Regions from separate parts of the Drosophila melanogaster genome. Here regions 2, 3 and 4 are each linked to region 1. Evidence: chromatin contacts called from public Hi-C data. All regions are on one chromosome and are shown on one strand. The core of a region is the stretch at or near the end of the contact, and the rest is flanking DNA. Distances in the headings are between cores, read along the strand shown. Region 1 holds the start of CrebA (Cyclic-AMP response element binding protein A). Region 2 holds the start of CG45071. Region 3 holds the start of lncRNA:CR44562 (long non-coding RNA:CR44562). Region 4 holds the start of Tollo (tollo).

Region 1 (3,608 bases), core at 549-3,048:
ACGGTTATTTTTTTTTTTTTTACATTCGAAATTTTGGTGGTGCGGTGAGCGGACATTTTTATGAGGTGGCTTGGGACAGGTTTGATCGTAGGCCAGTTTGTCGGTGATCGGTATTCTCTCAGGTGATCGCATACATATACATATAAATGCGAACCACTTAATATGCAGAGAAAGAAAAGAAAACTGGCTAAATTCCGTGGGACCCTGGAGATCGAAATTCGTTTCTTCATTTTCCTTTTCTCAAATCGATCATCATACTTAGAATTCAGCTCATGAATAAGTTCACGTTTTTTCTCCCCAACTGATAAGCTTAATGTGGGTCATTAAAGTGTTTTTCTTTAGATTTTTTAAAATGCAATTTCGTTTCGTGGAAGCACGACTCTTGCATGTTTAAAATGTACACCGAAATGACTTAATAATCGTATTGAAGATGTCTCTGTAGTCAAAGATCGAAGTTCAAGGAGTTCACCAAGTTTAGTTGGGGCATTGCCACATAAAATTTAGTGAGCTATAATATACATATAAGAGCTACCAATGTATATCTCGGACATTTTCTTATCGTTGCGTTCGAGTTGTCGGCTTTAACTTTCACATACTCGTATAGCCCATATCAAGCATACCTGCTGTAATAAAAGCTCTCAAGTATCAATGGTTCTGTTCTGACTGATATAATATGGGGGTACAAGTTGCTTTTCGCATTTTTAATTGTGCTCGGGAGTGGTAATTTGAACACTTACCGGATCTAAGTCGGAGTCCCATATATCTTTGAGGTCGCCATCGTAGAATTCCATGGTTGGCGCTAGTCAGATGCGCTCTAAGAACTCTTTTAGTTGTTTTTTTTTTATTGCGGTTCGGGGATGGTGTGGTATGGTTTAATTCGGTTCCACTCGGTTGCAGTCACACTAATTTTTCTACTTTAACCCACTTAAGAACTGTCTTCTTATAATTTTTGTAGTTTATGGTATTATACTATTATTTTTATACGATTTTGCTGACTGAAAAGTGGCTCTTTCTCCGCTCTTTCTCTTTCTTTATACTTTATCTTCTTTATTCCTCGTGCGCTCTTCTACCTCTCTTTCTCTTTTATTTTTTACTTTACTTTTTTTCCGTAAAGAACAGTTCTGGGTGATGACTGTTGGTTGCTTCTTTATAACACTTATTAAGGGGAAACCTGTTGCTTCCAGAGAATGTTTTCACTTGACATTGTTATAGTCTGCGTGTGTGTGTGTGTGTGTGACTTTTTCGTTTGTATGTGTATACCGGGCATTCATTCGTATTGGTTGTGGTATTTGGGGTGTATCTGTGTACGGATCTAACTTGGTTTACAACTGTCGGCTGGATTTAACTTGTTGCATGCGCTTTTCTCGTCGGATTATATTTGGCGTTAACATTAATTGAATTATTAACTTTTTTCCCGATTCGGAAACGAAACACTCGATTTTCATAGAAAATAGTTATTATATGTATGTTTAGATTCAACGTTGATAACCATATAATTTTAGTTTATTTGATTTTTCTTTTCGCTGTACTGTGTTTTGGACTCGATTACGATTTCAATTGATTTAATTGAATTTTTTGATGTGTTTTGTGTGTGAATGGGCAGTAAACCGCTTTAGAAATGGCTTTGCTCGGCCCGTGTATAATAGCATTTAATATGTGTAGTTAATATCGTTAACTTTAGCAATAATATTTGTATGTTTGGATGTATGGGATGGTAGCACACAATTAGAATAAACTGTCCGTAGTGCGACTGCAGCCAAAAACGGTACTAAACTAAATGTCGGTGAAATTCTTGTGAATGCGAACGAACGAATCGAAACGTCAGTCCTCTGCTGACGTCGCTGCCGCCGCTCAGTCGCTCTCTTTTCCGCTACAACGCTTTGTCTCTCTTCCGCACGTATAGCGCTCTCTTTCCGTCTATCTCTTTGTCTCTCTCTCTCTGCGCTTATAATGCCGGCAATTTCAGAATTTCATACAGAAAACCTCGAACAATTGATACTTTTGTAATAAAAAAAATAACAAATTTAAATTAAGGATATGATGAATTGATGTTTCCTCATTAAAATGAGAAGAGAAAAGGTACAATAAATGGCCTAAATATACTCTTTCAATTTGAAAAGATCGCTACAAAATAACATCGTATTTCTAATATCCTGTGTTAATAGTGTTATTGATTCGTTAATCTACGGGAAACGTTTGGGGTTGTTGCTTTTCGTTCCCAAAGGTCAACTAATCACATACCTTATGTTACATTTGCTATAGTTTAATTGAATTTATTGACTTCTTAACGTGTTTGGGGTAGTTGTAACTGAAGACTGAAGCCGTGTACTATACATTTCAAATATTGTATTCCCATGGTTCTTGGCCACCAATCTACCCTTGATACTGTGTAACATGCGGGTTAGCCGGCATCGAATCCGAATCCAAATGCGATAGTATCCGACTCTCTCCCGAAAAGCGTGCTCTTAGTGAAACTTTCACGCTCTTTGGGGTTTCGAGAAGTGAATGTAAGTTGATTGTCGTAAGCCGGCTTTGACGTCGTTTTGAGACCGGAGATCGGAGACCAGGGGCCCGAGATTTGAGATTTGAGACCCGGAGCCGCATAGGAAAGGAAAACAAGTTTCTTCCGACGCTATGGGCTGCGTCGACGTCAGCGTTGCGGCAACATTTGTTAACCTGTTTTTTATTATAGATTTTGTGTTGTTGCTGCGAGTATTTGATTTGGCCCGAATGCACGATGGAATAGGACGGGGGGTGTACCCCGCTCTGCAACCAGACCCGACTTTGGCTGCTGCCGCTTGGTAACACTCGCTCCGTTGATCTTGTCAACTTGACCAAGTTATTTGAACTATGCACATGTGCAGACCATAGAGAGTCGGGCCATTCCAACACAGGCGGGCCAAGCCGAGTCATTTGAAGGCTGTTTGCCGGAGCTGGGAGCCAAGAGTTTTGTTCGGAGATCTTTGAGAGCCAGAGCCTATGGATATGGATATGGCTGTGGGGATCTTTGGGGCCTGGCCTGGACTTATGCTGCTGCTGCTGTCGCTGCTGTTGCTGCTGCTGCTGCTGCAATGCTGCGACGACGGCGACGACGCAAAGTGAATGTACTTTCAAACCAAAGATCCGGTTTAAAGCTGCCCGGGCAACAGATACAGCGCAGACAAACGACGATGACAACGGCGATGTTTTCACAAAAACGCTTGTGTAATACATATGGAGAGGCATAGGTATATGACTATAGCTCCGTGCTCCGTGCACGTCATGTATACCCCCGCTGAAAATATACACACAGCTCTCGGCCACTAATTTCTTGTTTGTTGACGTGATTTTATTGTATTCATTTAAAAATTTCAAATTTGAAAATCCCCAATATGGCTTACACCACATAGTAAATTGGCTGGGCCAACAAGACGCCTCTGAGAGGGATCAGATCATTGGTGCGCCCTTCTTTTTCGTCGCTGAGTACATTGATTTCTCCTTTCGTTTGGTCGTAGTGGATTTCCCTGAATTATGACACAGATATTTGTGCGCTGTATTCGATATAGAGAAGAGCGTTTTGTTCGCACTCACTTCCAAAAACATTTCGTTACACTTTCTAATTGGGAAAA
Region 2 (3,608 bases), core at 725-3,224, 430 kb after region 1:
TTCCCACCCTCATATTTCTCCGAGTGCATCGTCTGGCCCCAGTGCATCGGTGTGGATGTGGACATGTGGTGATTGTGTGTGTGAGTCAGGCGCAGGCGGCGGCATTCAGTCAGTCATGCAAAAATGTTTGCCGTGCACAGAGTGCGAAATACTAAAAACGGCAGCGTGCGGAGTGTGGAGACTTTGGATTGTGTGAGGGGAAGGGGGCAGGGGGCGCAAGGGGAGCGGATGCGAAGGCACAGGCCGCAAAGCACACACATTCACAGACATACATATACATATGTATGTATGGATATTCCAGCGAGCAAAAGCAATTTCTGGCGGCAGCTACAGCTTTGCTGCAGGCACAGCACGGCAGAGCAGAGCAGAGCAGACAAGAGACCGACCAGAAGACCAAGCCAAGCCAAGCCAGACAAATAATGCGTCACGTTGCGCAGTCGTTAAATTTTCGTTTTCGTCGTTGCCGTTGCTGTTTTTATGGGCAAAAACTGCCGGCGACAGTGTGTTTCACTGCTGTTGTTGTTGTTAGGCGAGGGCAGGGTGAAAAATGTAGGGAAGGGGGCTATCGGGGTTGGAAAAGCGGGCTGAAAAGCTGGCCCAGCTGCTGTCGAGGTGATTGGGAGCTGGGTAACTAACAGCTCCTCTGCTGGTAGCCAAGAATTTCACAAGTTTCGACCCGCCGTGGAAAGTTATGAGGCCTTACACATACACATACACGCTCGATGCTTTTTTTTTTTTGAACTGGAAGCTGTTTGGCTAGGAAATTGGCAGCTAAGTGGACTAACACTGTGGGGATTTGGAAATCATTTCCTTAATTTTGATTTCCCGCTGCTTATCAGCAAGAGTCAAGGAAACAAGAGATAAGAGAGTTGCTTTGGCTGAATAACTATACTATTTATAGGTCAGATCTTGCATAAAGGCGATGTATTGATCGAAATGAAAGAAATAATGATTACTTTTTGCTTAACCCATGAAAAGCCGAAGAGTGTGGAGAGTTCAGATTACATTAAATGTGGGTAAGTTACATTAACATGTTAAATTGATAGCTTACTCGAAACTACTTATGGCTTATCATAAATATAAAAAACTGTAAAACAATTTGAAATACGCTTAGAATTGAAGAACATATGGATGAAGCAGAATTCAAGAATTTAAATTTAATTTAAACCTGGACTTTTATTTTAAACCAATTGCAAAACGTGGATGTTTTTCATATATAAGTTAACTTAGGTCATTTGCATATGCGTTTAAATATTAACTCTTTGTTTTCTTCACTCCCTTTTAGGCTTTAAAGTTTCAACTGTATTCATTGTTTTTTTCCCTTTCCTGAAGATTTACATTCAAGTTATTTACTCCTTCTCGGTTTATAAAGCTCTAATATCTTTTCTCTTAGCTTCAAATTACCAGGCCACCTGATCTGTAAATCATACACATATCGGTTCCTTATCATCAAACTCCCACTCTCTTTTAGGAAAAATTATTCTCTTTCTTTTTCCTCACCAAACTTTAATATCCATCACTCCCTCCCCCTCTCGCTAAAAACTGTCATTGAAATTGGCCCAGGAATGAAGAGCAAAGAAAGATGGGCTCAAAGGGGGGTGGGCCATAAACCATATAGTTTCCTCTATAAAATCAATAAAACCCACGCACACACATGTGCGTGTCTCATTCGCTAACACACATATGCAAAAATTAGCGCGCCAGGAGTCGCAACTAGCGGGACATGTGAGTGGTTTCCAGAGGGTGGCGAATCAGTGGATGTGTGTGTGTGTGTATGTTTCTGTTACCGCCAAGTTTATAATAATCGAAAAGTTTTTTTTTGCGCTCGGTCAGCCGCGCCGGCCCGTAGATTCCGTTATGTCCCGAGAGCGTTTTCCACGAGCGCGAATGAAAAGTCGAGAAGCCGAAATGCGGAATTGCGAATTCCCGAACCAAAATGCGAACCACTGCTGATTGCAGTCAGCTTACAACTGAAATTGAAAATTCAGCAGAGCAAAGTGCGAAGCGCCGCTGCTTCTGCTGCTGCTGCTGGCTGTCGCAGCGTTGTTGCTGTTGCTTTTGCCTTTGCTGCCGTTGACGCGCCGCCACCGCTGCCGCACACAGACCGCTCTGCCCCTGCCCCGACCCCTCCCCCTTTCTCACACTCTCTCGCTCCCCACCTCCCTCTGACCCATCGGCTATTTGCCACTGCGACAGGCTGCAGTCAAGCCATCCGCCATCAGGCCGAGAGCCATGAGCCATGAGCCAGCCAGTCAGCCAGCAGGCCGTGTTCAGGCCCAGGCCCAGTCGCAGTCGTAGCAGTCCCATTTCCATTCCCACTCCCGCTCTCCCTACCGTTCCCACTCCAAATTCGAATCCCCGGCCAGGTCCACAAGCCCCCCAAAAGCCAAGCGAGCCAGCCAGAGCCACCAGCCAGCCAGCCAACAAAACGTGCCAACTAGCGGCGGCAGCTGAAACGACGCCAGCCAAACAGCCAACAGCCACCAGCAGCAGCAGGCAGGCAAAATAATATGAAAAAAAAAAAACAAAAAAGTCCTAAAGGCCTTCTAAAGAGAACGAAAATGATGATACTCTTGCCTTGAATATAAGAATGCATATCAGTAGCGTTAGGGTCTTTAGCTATGTATGTATGTATATGAGAAAATCAATCTATTAATCTGAAGCAATGAAAAGTATCATGTGAAGAATTTACGCAGTTAAACGATGTTAGGTGGAAGATGAAATCCTAGTATTCTTCTCGCAACCGACTGTCCAACCAACCACTCGTCGAACTGGCAATACCCTCCGTAGAAGAGAGGGCATGAGAAGCGCACACTGAAACGCAAAAAACGCCAGCGAGGAGGCGCAGGCCTCCAATGGGCGGAGTGTAGGTGGGAGGGGCAGTGGGGCAGAGCAGTCAGCAGGCTGGCAGTTAAGTTCAGTTTCAGGCGAGAGCCAAAGCCACGCCACAAGCTTTTGCTTTTGCTTTTGCCGGCGCGACACACATACATACGTACACAATGTGTGAATGTGCATGTGTATGCGGTGATGATAGGGGAGGGGGAGGAGAGTGCGAGCCAGAGGGAGGTGGAGAAGCGCGCACAAACGCTAAAAACGGCCGCCGCCATTTGCTTCGCTCTGCTCGCTTCTGGCTCCCCGTGTTGTTGCTTTTGCTTCTGCTGCTTTTGGGCATATTATTGCCGGCTATCCAGCACACGCACACCAACACACTCACCCAGAGCCGCACGGCCACACAAACACATGCGAGAGAGAGCCAGCCGAGCTGTCTGTGTGAGGTGGAGCCGGTGGCCTGCTCTCCTCCAGCCGTGCTTCCTCACTCTTCCTTCGCTCTTCCTGTCCTGCCTGCCTGGCTGCCTACTGCATGCTCAGCCAACAACAATCGACGCGCGGAAGCGAGCGAGCTAGCGAGCGAAAAGCATAAACCATGAAGAGAGCGAGAGCGGGGTGTAAGGGGAGCGGGTGCTGGTGAGGGCGCGGGCGGAAGAGAGGAGGCTCGTTAAAATCACGCGACAGGAGGCAGCGGCGGCAGCAGCAGAAGAAGAAGAAGAACCAACGGGGGCGGTGCAACAAACGCCGGGCAAAGCGAATCGATGTGAATTTGGCTGTGG
Region 3 (3,608 bases), core at 659-3,158, 340 kb after region 1:
TTGAACCAGTACATCTTAAGACAAAAGTTATTATCTGAATTAACGCATACCTATTGTTTTACTGTTAAGATAACCCGGCGATTCAGTCTACAAAATATCAGCAGCCTAGGTGCCATAAAAAGTGATAGAATCTTTGTTCTTCAGATTCATAATTGCAAAAGTCCCCAAAAATTTGGTAGATTGTTTGCATAGCTTTTTGCTGATAGGTCAGATCAAACCCAAGGGTATGCAGATATTCGATAACATCCTTTTTGATAGATATTTCTTTTTTTCGGCTGAGCCAAGGCGAATTGAGTCCGCCGCTGTTATGGATTTTTTTTCTGCCGTTGCTCGTAAGATGCTTGGCAGGGCAATAATCATAAATTTAGACAACAACGAACCGGCAGCCGCAACAGTAGTAGGCACCACATCGAAGGGGTTTCCAAAGAGGGGGGAGGCACCAAAGGGGGCGAAACCTTAGGGGGACACACTTGGCCGGAGGAGCTGGAGCTGGAGCTGCGAGTGTGCCATGTGGTCCAACTCTGAATCCGGCAACTACAACTCCAACTTTGATCGCCGGTTCACTTCGTCTGGTGGATTTCTGCTTTTCGGGGGTCGTTCTAAGCAAACAAATGCTTAAAGCATAAAATATTGATATTTTCCTGCTCCTTTTTTTATTTTTTATTTATTTTGTTCTGGTTTTTGCCTGCTGCGTGTTTTTTTTTAATTTTATTTTGGCTGCTGTCCCAGCCAAGCTTAAGCTGCAATCGATTTCGATTTTCGGATTCGGGTTGCATATGAAGTTGTCTTTTTATTTGATTTTAAATTGTTTATTGCTTTGCATATTTCATAATTCTTTTCCCACTCCGCTCTTGTTTGTTGTTGCTGAAGCTGTTGTTATTTTTGCCATTTGTTATTGTAAGGCTTTGGCGAATTTTCGCTGGCCTTGGGTTAGTGGAAGTGTCGAATGGGCCAATGGGAATATGTTTTGGAGTCGGGGGAGGATGAGCGCCGACTGACAGATGGTTTTTGCGTCGAAATTCGGCGGGTTTCTGGTGAAATCAGGAAGCGAATCGATTATGCTGACATTGAAGTGAAGAGTCACATTCCCATGAAATTTAACGCTTCCTAAATGAAGCGGAAGATGCCCAAATAAATTCAAATGGCATTCTTATGGTTTTGTTTTGAACACATCTATAGAAACCTCATTAAAGTAGCAATGATCTTTTAGAGCTTAACAATACGTTTAGTTGTTACGGACAACCCAAATAACACAGAAATAATTATTTATAAATTTTTAATGAACTATTAATTAGTTAGAAATTCTAACCCATTTTATTTGTTAGTATCTTCCTTAATTAAACAACAATCGGTGAAGCCAATCTGGAAATTATGCAAAACTTGTTTTTCCGCCAAAGAAGCCACTTTTTGGGATTTTCCAAAACTTGGCAGACACATGAGTTGAATGCCACAAGGAGGCTTCTGTCTCGTGCTCATTTCTTGGCTACATTCGATATGAACCCCCTTCCGGGATCCCGAGTTGTGTCAGTTAATTTCCAATACACTTTTCCAGGTGCCCCAACCCCCTGCTTCATGTTCACAGTTGAAAACCCACCCATGGGCGTCGTATGAGCCCCAATCCCAATCGTAGGCTTATCAAAGGTGTCTGCGCTGCGCTGCGTGCGTGTGTTCCCGAATGACCAAATGCCCAAAAATCTAGTAGCTGCAAGTGGAGGCCAACAAAACGGATCGGGCCAAGTCCAAACACCCTGGGGCTGGTCAAGAACACTTGAATTTGCTCATCATCAGCAGTTGCAGCCAAAATGAGGAGCGGAGACGATGGGGATGCAGGGGCTTCGCAGATTGGTATCGATGGCAAGGCTGTCTGCCAGAGGTTCAAATACTAACACTTAATGAACTTAACTTTCCAACAACATCAAATTTCCATAAGAAAGGCAGGAAAGGAAAAGCTTCTGGGGATGGGATGAGATGCTGATGTTTGCTACTTTTGCAGTTTCCACTGCGTGTGCAAGTATCTATTAGATACGCTTATTTCGAGGAGGACGCCGGTGCAGCCGACTGCAATATACCTGCCACACTTGTTGTTGCTGCTGTCTGTTGGATGCCTTTGGTTCATTCTGTTTTGACTATACCCACTAGTTTTAAATTACTACTGAGTATACTTGATTAATGCCTAATTGATTGATGTTAACGCACGAATAGTCGCTTTCTATGTGTTTCTTGAATACATTCGCTATTACTGATTGCAACTTGAGCTTGTGTACGTAAAACAATCTTCCTAACAAAAAACATAACAAATAAACTAAACATTTTTTTTTTGTAAATTAGTGTTAGTGAAACAAATGATGGTATTCAATATTTAGAAAACGGTTTAGAGCTATATTTCTCTTTGGCAGTATGCAATGTATGTACATAACAGTAGTGTCAATCTCTTTCTCTTACTCAAGAATTTTGTACCAGGTATCTTATAGTTGGGAAGCCCCAGCATTGTGCTTCAACTTGTTACCGTTGAGGATGGGATGCTGCCGTTGCCTGCACAGAGGCATCAAGATACTGCCCCGGACTACATTGGTAGCTGCTAACCGAATACGAGTATCTGGGCATCTGGGCAGCTGCTCCCCCCTCGGATCTTTGGAGCTCTGGCTCTGGCTGGGGTTCGGGTTCCATTCAGTGCGGTACGGTACGGTTCGCAACGGAGCTTCCTCTTTGGGTCTGGGTCTCTGGCAGCGAGCGACTTTGGCAATCAGCAATTAGCAGATATGTTAACTTCATGTTAACGAACCAATTTGAAATTTAAATGCGGCACAAACCCGGGTGCTCATACGTCGTTGTTGTCATCACTTCTTCAACTCACCGATGCACCCAGTCCGATGTCGATATGTCGCTGTCGATGCCGCCAGACAAACCGACAACTGGGAACTGAAAACTGGGAACTGGGATCTGGTAAGCGGGAACTGGGAACTGAGAACTGGGAACTCGGGGGCCCAGGAACCTCTCGTCAAGGAGCAGAGTCGTAGGCATCTGAAGACCCAGACCCCGAACCCCCACACACTCAATCTCCACACACACAAATTTGAGCTTAGCAAAATTTTAATACAACCAACCTGGAAGAAATCAAGGAAAACGGCAAAAGAAATTCCGAATCGAACGATCCTAAGAGACGATACATATGCATAACCAAAAGCAGAGGAAACGATAAGAGAAGTGTTTTTTGAGAATGCAAAACATGTTTGAATACTCTTGATGCAGAACCAAAGGCATAGTGTACCTGGCTTTAAAAAAAAAATATTACATTTTTGAAAATATTTTAAGATATATGGGTATGCTACTAAAGTTTTTAGGAACAGGAATGATATTAGCATAATCTGTGACCCAATGACCATATGAAACGAAGGCAGGAAATTATTAAGCAACCGAAACGATCAAGAACTCCAAATGAATCCTTAAAAAAGACAAATGCCCATTTAAATGTTATAAAAAGCTGCCCAGCATCTCTAGTTCCTTTCCCAAGCTCAATTACCTGGTTTTTATACCCCATCGTAGGGCATTCAAAGAAGTGGAGAGCGGGTTAAAATAAAAAAAAAACCATGTCATCATACTACGTACCA
Region 4 (3,608 bases), core at 514-3,013, 300 kb after region 1:
GATCCATTCGGGATATCCTGTTGAAGTCCAAGGAGAGCACAAGTAGATTCTTCAAGCCCTGCAGAGTGCGCTGTTCGATGACTGAGATGCGATTGCGCGAGAGGATCAGTGTGTGCAGGTTGGTGAGATCCGCGAAGATTCCCCCCGGCAGCTGATCGATGTAGTTATCCTCCAGTTTCAGGATCTGTAAACTGGCCAGGGGCCTAAAGATGTGAGCCTCCAGGCGGCTGATCTTATTAGCCGATAAATCCAGCATCATGAGACGCTTGAGACCCACAAATGTGGCAGCATTGATCCACTGGGAATTCAGTTCGTTGCTTGCCAAGTCGAGAACTAAAAGTTCAGCCAACTCTCCGAAGATTCCTGGGGCCAGTACATTGATGGAATTGTTCCTCAAGTAAATTTCCTGCAGTTGTTTGGTCTCCGCGAAGAGCTCTGGCGGCAAAGAGGTCAATCGGTTCGCCGAAAGATCCACAACCCTCAGCGAAAGAAGACCCTCGAAGGCGCGATCGGCCAGAAAACTCATACTGTTCTTGGCCATATTCAGATGGGTCAGTCGGCCCAGAGCCGATAACATTGCCGTGGGCAAGCTGACCATCTTGTTGGCACTCAGATCCAAACTTTGCAGTGTGGAGCCGCAAACTCGTGCCTTCCGCGAACTGAGCGAGGCACTGAAGTAAAAGTTGCTGATGTCCTGAATTTTGTTGTACGAAGCATTCAGGTGCTGCAGGGATTTCAGGGGGCACACCATGCCATCCGGTATCAGCCAGATGTTGTTGAGACTCAGATCCAAACGCTCCAGCTGGCGGAACTCCACGAAGCTATTGGATGCCATCTCCAGCGACATTGTGGACCAATCGCCATTGTGCGTGCGAATCGTGAGGTTTCGCAGCTCCTGCAGACCACGGAAAGATCCATCCGTGAGATTGCCCAGCTTGCAGTACTCGATGGTGAGATCCCTGAGTTCCACCAGCGATCTGAAGCTATCCGGACTCAGACTGCTCTGGAAGAACAGGGCATCGTTGCACTCCAGACGCAGGCGCACCGTGTTCTGCGGCTGGATCACGCTAAAGTTGGTGTTCTCCAGCTCCGAGTTGATGGTCCTCAGGTGACAGACCAGAGTGATGTCATGCTCCCCGCCGCCGGACCAGCGGCACTCATCGGGAGCCTGGTACAACACCGTCTTGCTGAGGGCTGCCCCGAAAATGGGTATTACACAGGTGGCAATCAGCACGTACAGCATGTGGGTGGTGGCCAGCATTTTTGGTGGTTCCTAAACTTCGAATGGGGTTTCGATTTTGGTTAATCGGGGAGGTTATGAGGGGCTTCTTTTGGTCTTTCACTGCTCGTTCTATTTTTCGCCCATTTTGTGTGTGTGCTTATTTGGGATTTTTTAAATTATTTTGTTTTTTGTTTGGTTTTATAGCGCAGCTTTGCACAATCGCCACTTTTCACAACAACACCACATCAACCGATTTAATGCTTGATCTAAAACGATTTTCTTGTTTCTTCCCGCTGGCTATGTAATTTTCTTTATCTTCTTATATCTTTTGATTTCGGTTGCATTCGTTTTTCGATTTCTATATCTTAATTTTATTGCTTTGCAGTTGTTTCGCGTTGACCGTAATCCAAGTGGGGGGTGCGATAGCGCGATTGATAAATTGTGTTCCAATTTTTCTCGAAGCGATACTTCTTCTTTTTTCTATTTCATCCGCTGAACGACAAACGCGCGTCCGCTCGGCTCGAAGTCAACTCAAAAACTGATCGCTCTCTCCGGTTTTCAGCCAGCAGCAAGTGCCGCTGAAAATCACTCATCCGCCTGAGTGACTATGTGAGTGAGTAGCTGAGTACCTGAGTAAATGAGTAAGTGAGCACTCATTGAGCACGCACACAGAACCAAGGAACTAGAGCGAGATGCGATCGAGTAAACAAAACTATGCAATCCGAACGCAAACGCATTGCACGTAATGGCCCACAGTGCACAGTGGGCCGAATAGCAACGAATTGCACTCGGTGGGCAGGTAGAATTAGCATGGGGTTTTGCAACAAAGCAAAGCAAAGATGGAAGATGTGAGGAAGTGAGATCGCGGGAGATGGGCAGGTGATATTAGTCTACAGAAACATGTGTAATTTTAAGACCAAGGATATTCCAAATCTGCAATACTTTAGGGTCAAGGATGCCGACGGAAGGAATAGGTAAATCGATATGCTAGATCTGTATAGCGATCTCCCGATCTGATAAAAAAAGTTCCCTAGAGAAGTAGATGGATGGGACAACTATTAAATAATATGAAATATGTAACAAGTGCGGCACTGTAATCCACAAAGAAAATTTCAAAGCAGTTATTCAAAAGTATAGGAATAAAAGAATCCACAACTTATACTTCTGGAGAATAAAGGTCATTTGACTCATGAATAATGTTTAATTATAAATTAGAATTAAATATTATTATTATTATAATATAATAATGTTTAAAATTGTATATAGTATGAAAATAGGAAATAAATTCAAATACCAATTCGATACGGACAAACAATCTAAGGAAGGACCTCTGCAGTTATCTTATACGATTTCCGGTGTCGTGGCTTTAAATACAAATCAAATTAGTCCACACCTCAAATATTTGTCACGCCAAAACAACCTTGATCTTTGGACAATAACTCCCCGTCCCAGCAGGTTCACACCCACAGCTGGCACCTTGCCGATTTGGGCCCACTGTGCGCACTATGTGCCTCCCCGCCGTTTCCCGCCTGTCGGTTCCGCTGAGCGTCAAAGCCGAGCAAACAATTTCAATTCCAATGAGACATTGACACTCGTCACACCGGTTAGACGAGTTCTACTCCACGAAAACCCAGCTGAGCGTTGAGTACTCAGCGCAATTGAGTGTTTTTCCATATTCAGCAGATGAGATATATCCGTTGAGAGAAACGAAAGAGAACCGATTTGCTGAATCGACGGATTCGAGTGCAAGTGGCGGCTGATCTTCGGCTTTTCTTTGCTTGCCTTGCAGACAGCCACAAAAACCGAAAACGAGACGAAAAAAAAGCAGAGAATAATCATAAAAAATTATTGAAATCAATTGTTAATTCAGCCAATGTCAGTTTGATATAGGCGCACACTCACACACGCGAACCCACAAAAAAATTGACTGATTTTTCTTGATTTATGAGAGCAGCCGCAGCAGTTGGTGGGATTGGATTGGGGCTGGGACTCGAACTCGGACCGTTGGTATTTTTCTTCAATACCGAACCGGACCGGCTGGCCGGGCAATCGAGATTTGTCGGGGAGATCTCAAACTCGGGGGGCTTACTCATTATGAGGTGGCGGTGGCTGAGCCGCAGATGGAGCCGACCTAAAGTTCGAAGGGGTCCGAATACAAGTATGAGTACGAGTCCAAATCTGATATATTTTTTCGCATGATCTGGCTGCCCATATGCTGTAACCGCACTTTCAAACTTTCCCAAAACAATGCGCCAAGCAAAACAGATCGCTACCGGATTAAACAGAACACACAAACAGCTGGGTTCGAAAAAATAAGTGCAACAAGTGTTTTATAATCAATCGGAAGCTTATTCAAAAAAGCTGAGAATTTAATGATCCGAAAAGT

Evidence for each region. A called contact is a pair of places that touch in the nucleus more often than the background predicts.
Region 2: a Hi-C map of the Kc167 cell line shows a contact between it and region 1, with 3 times the contacts expected there. A contact is called at or near these places in 4 of 107 Hi-C or Micro-C datasets (the D17-c3 cell line, the Kc167 cell line, eye imaginal disc and 1 more).
Region 3: a Hi-C map of the OSC cell line shows a contact between it and region 1, with 4 times the contacts expected there. A contact is called at or near these places in 3 of 107 Hi-C or Micro-C datasets (the OSC cell line, embryonic mesoderm and wing imaginal disc).
Region 4: a contact with region 1 is called in a Hi-C map of the Kc167 cell line, with 2.7 times the contacts expected there. A contact is called at or near these places in 3 of 107 Hi-C or Micro-C datasets (the Kc167 cell line, the ML-DmBG3-c2 cell line and wing imaginal disc).

Annotation. Positions count from the first base shown.
Region 1 is chr3L:15,533,585-15,537,192 of dm6, reverse strand. It overlaps CrebA (Cyclic-AMP response element binding protein A), which reads right to left and starts at 1,798. Exons shown (of 6, transcript NM_206374.2): 1 at 738-1,798. The coding sequence starts at 791.
Region 2 is chr3L:15,104,248-15,107,855 of dm6, reverse strand. It overlaps CG45071, which reads right to left and starts at 1,974. Exons shown (of 4, transcript NM_168607.2): 1 at 1,788-1,974. All of the region lies in intron 1 of Ctps (CTP synthase), which reads right to left.
Region 3 is chr3L:15,188,740-15,192,347 of dm6, reverse strand. lncRNA:CR44562 (long non-coding RNA:CR44562) reads right to left here and starts at 1,908. Exons shown (of 1, transcript NR_124945.1): 1 at 1,350-1,908.
Region 4 is chr3L:15,233,774-15,237,381 of dm6, reverse strand. It overlaps Tollo (tollo), which reads right to left and starts at 1,763. Exons shown (of 1, transcript NM_080018.2): 1 at 1-1,763. The coding sequence starts at 1,261.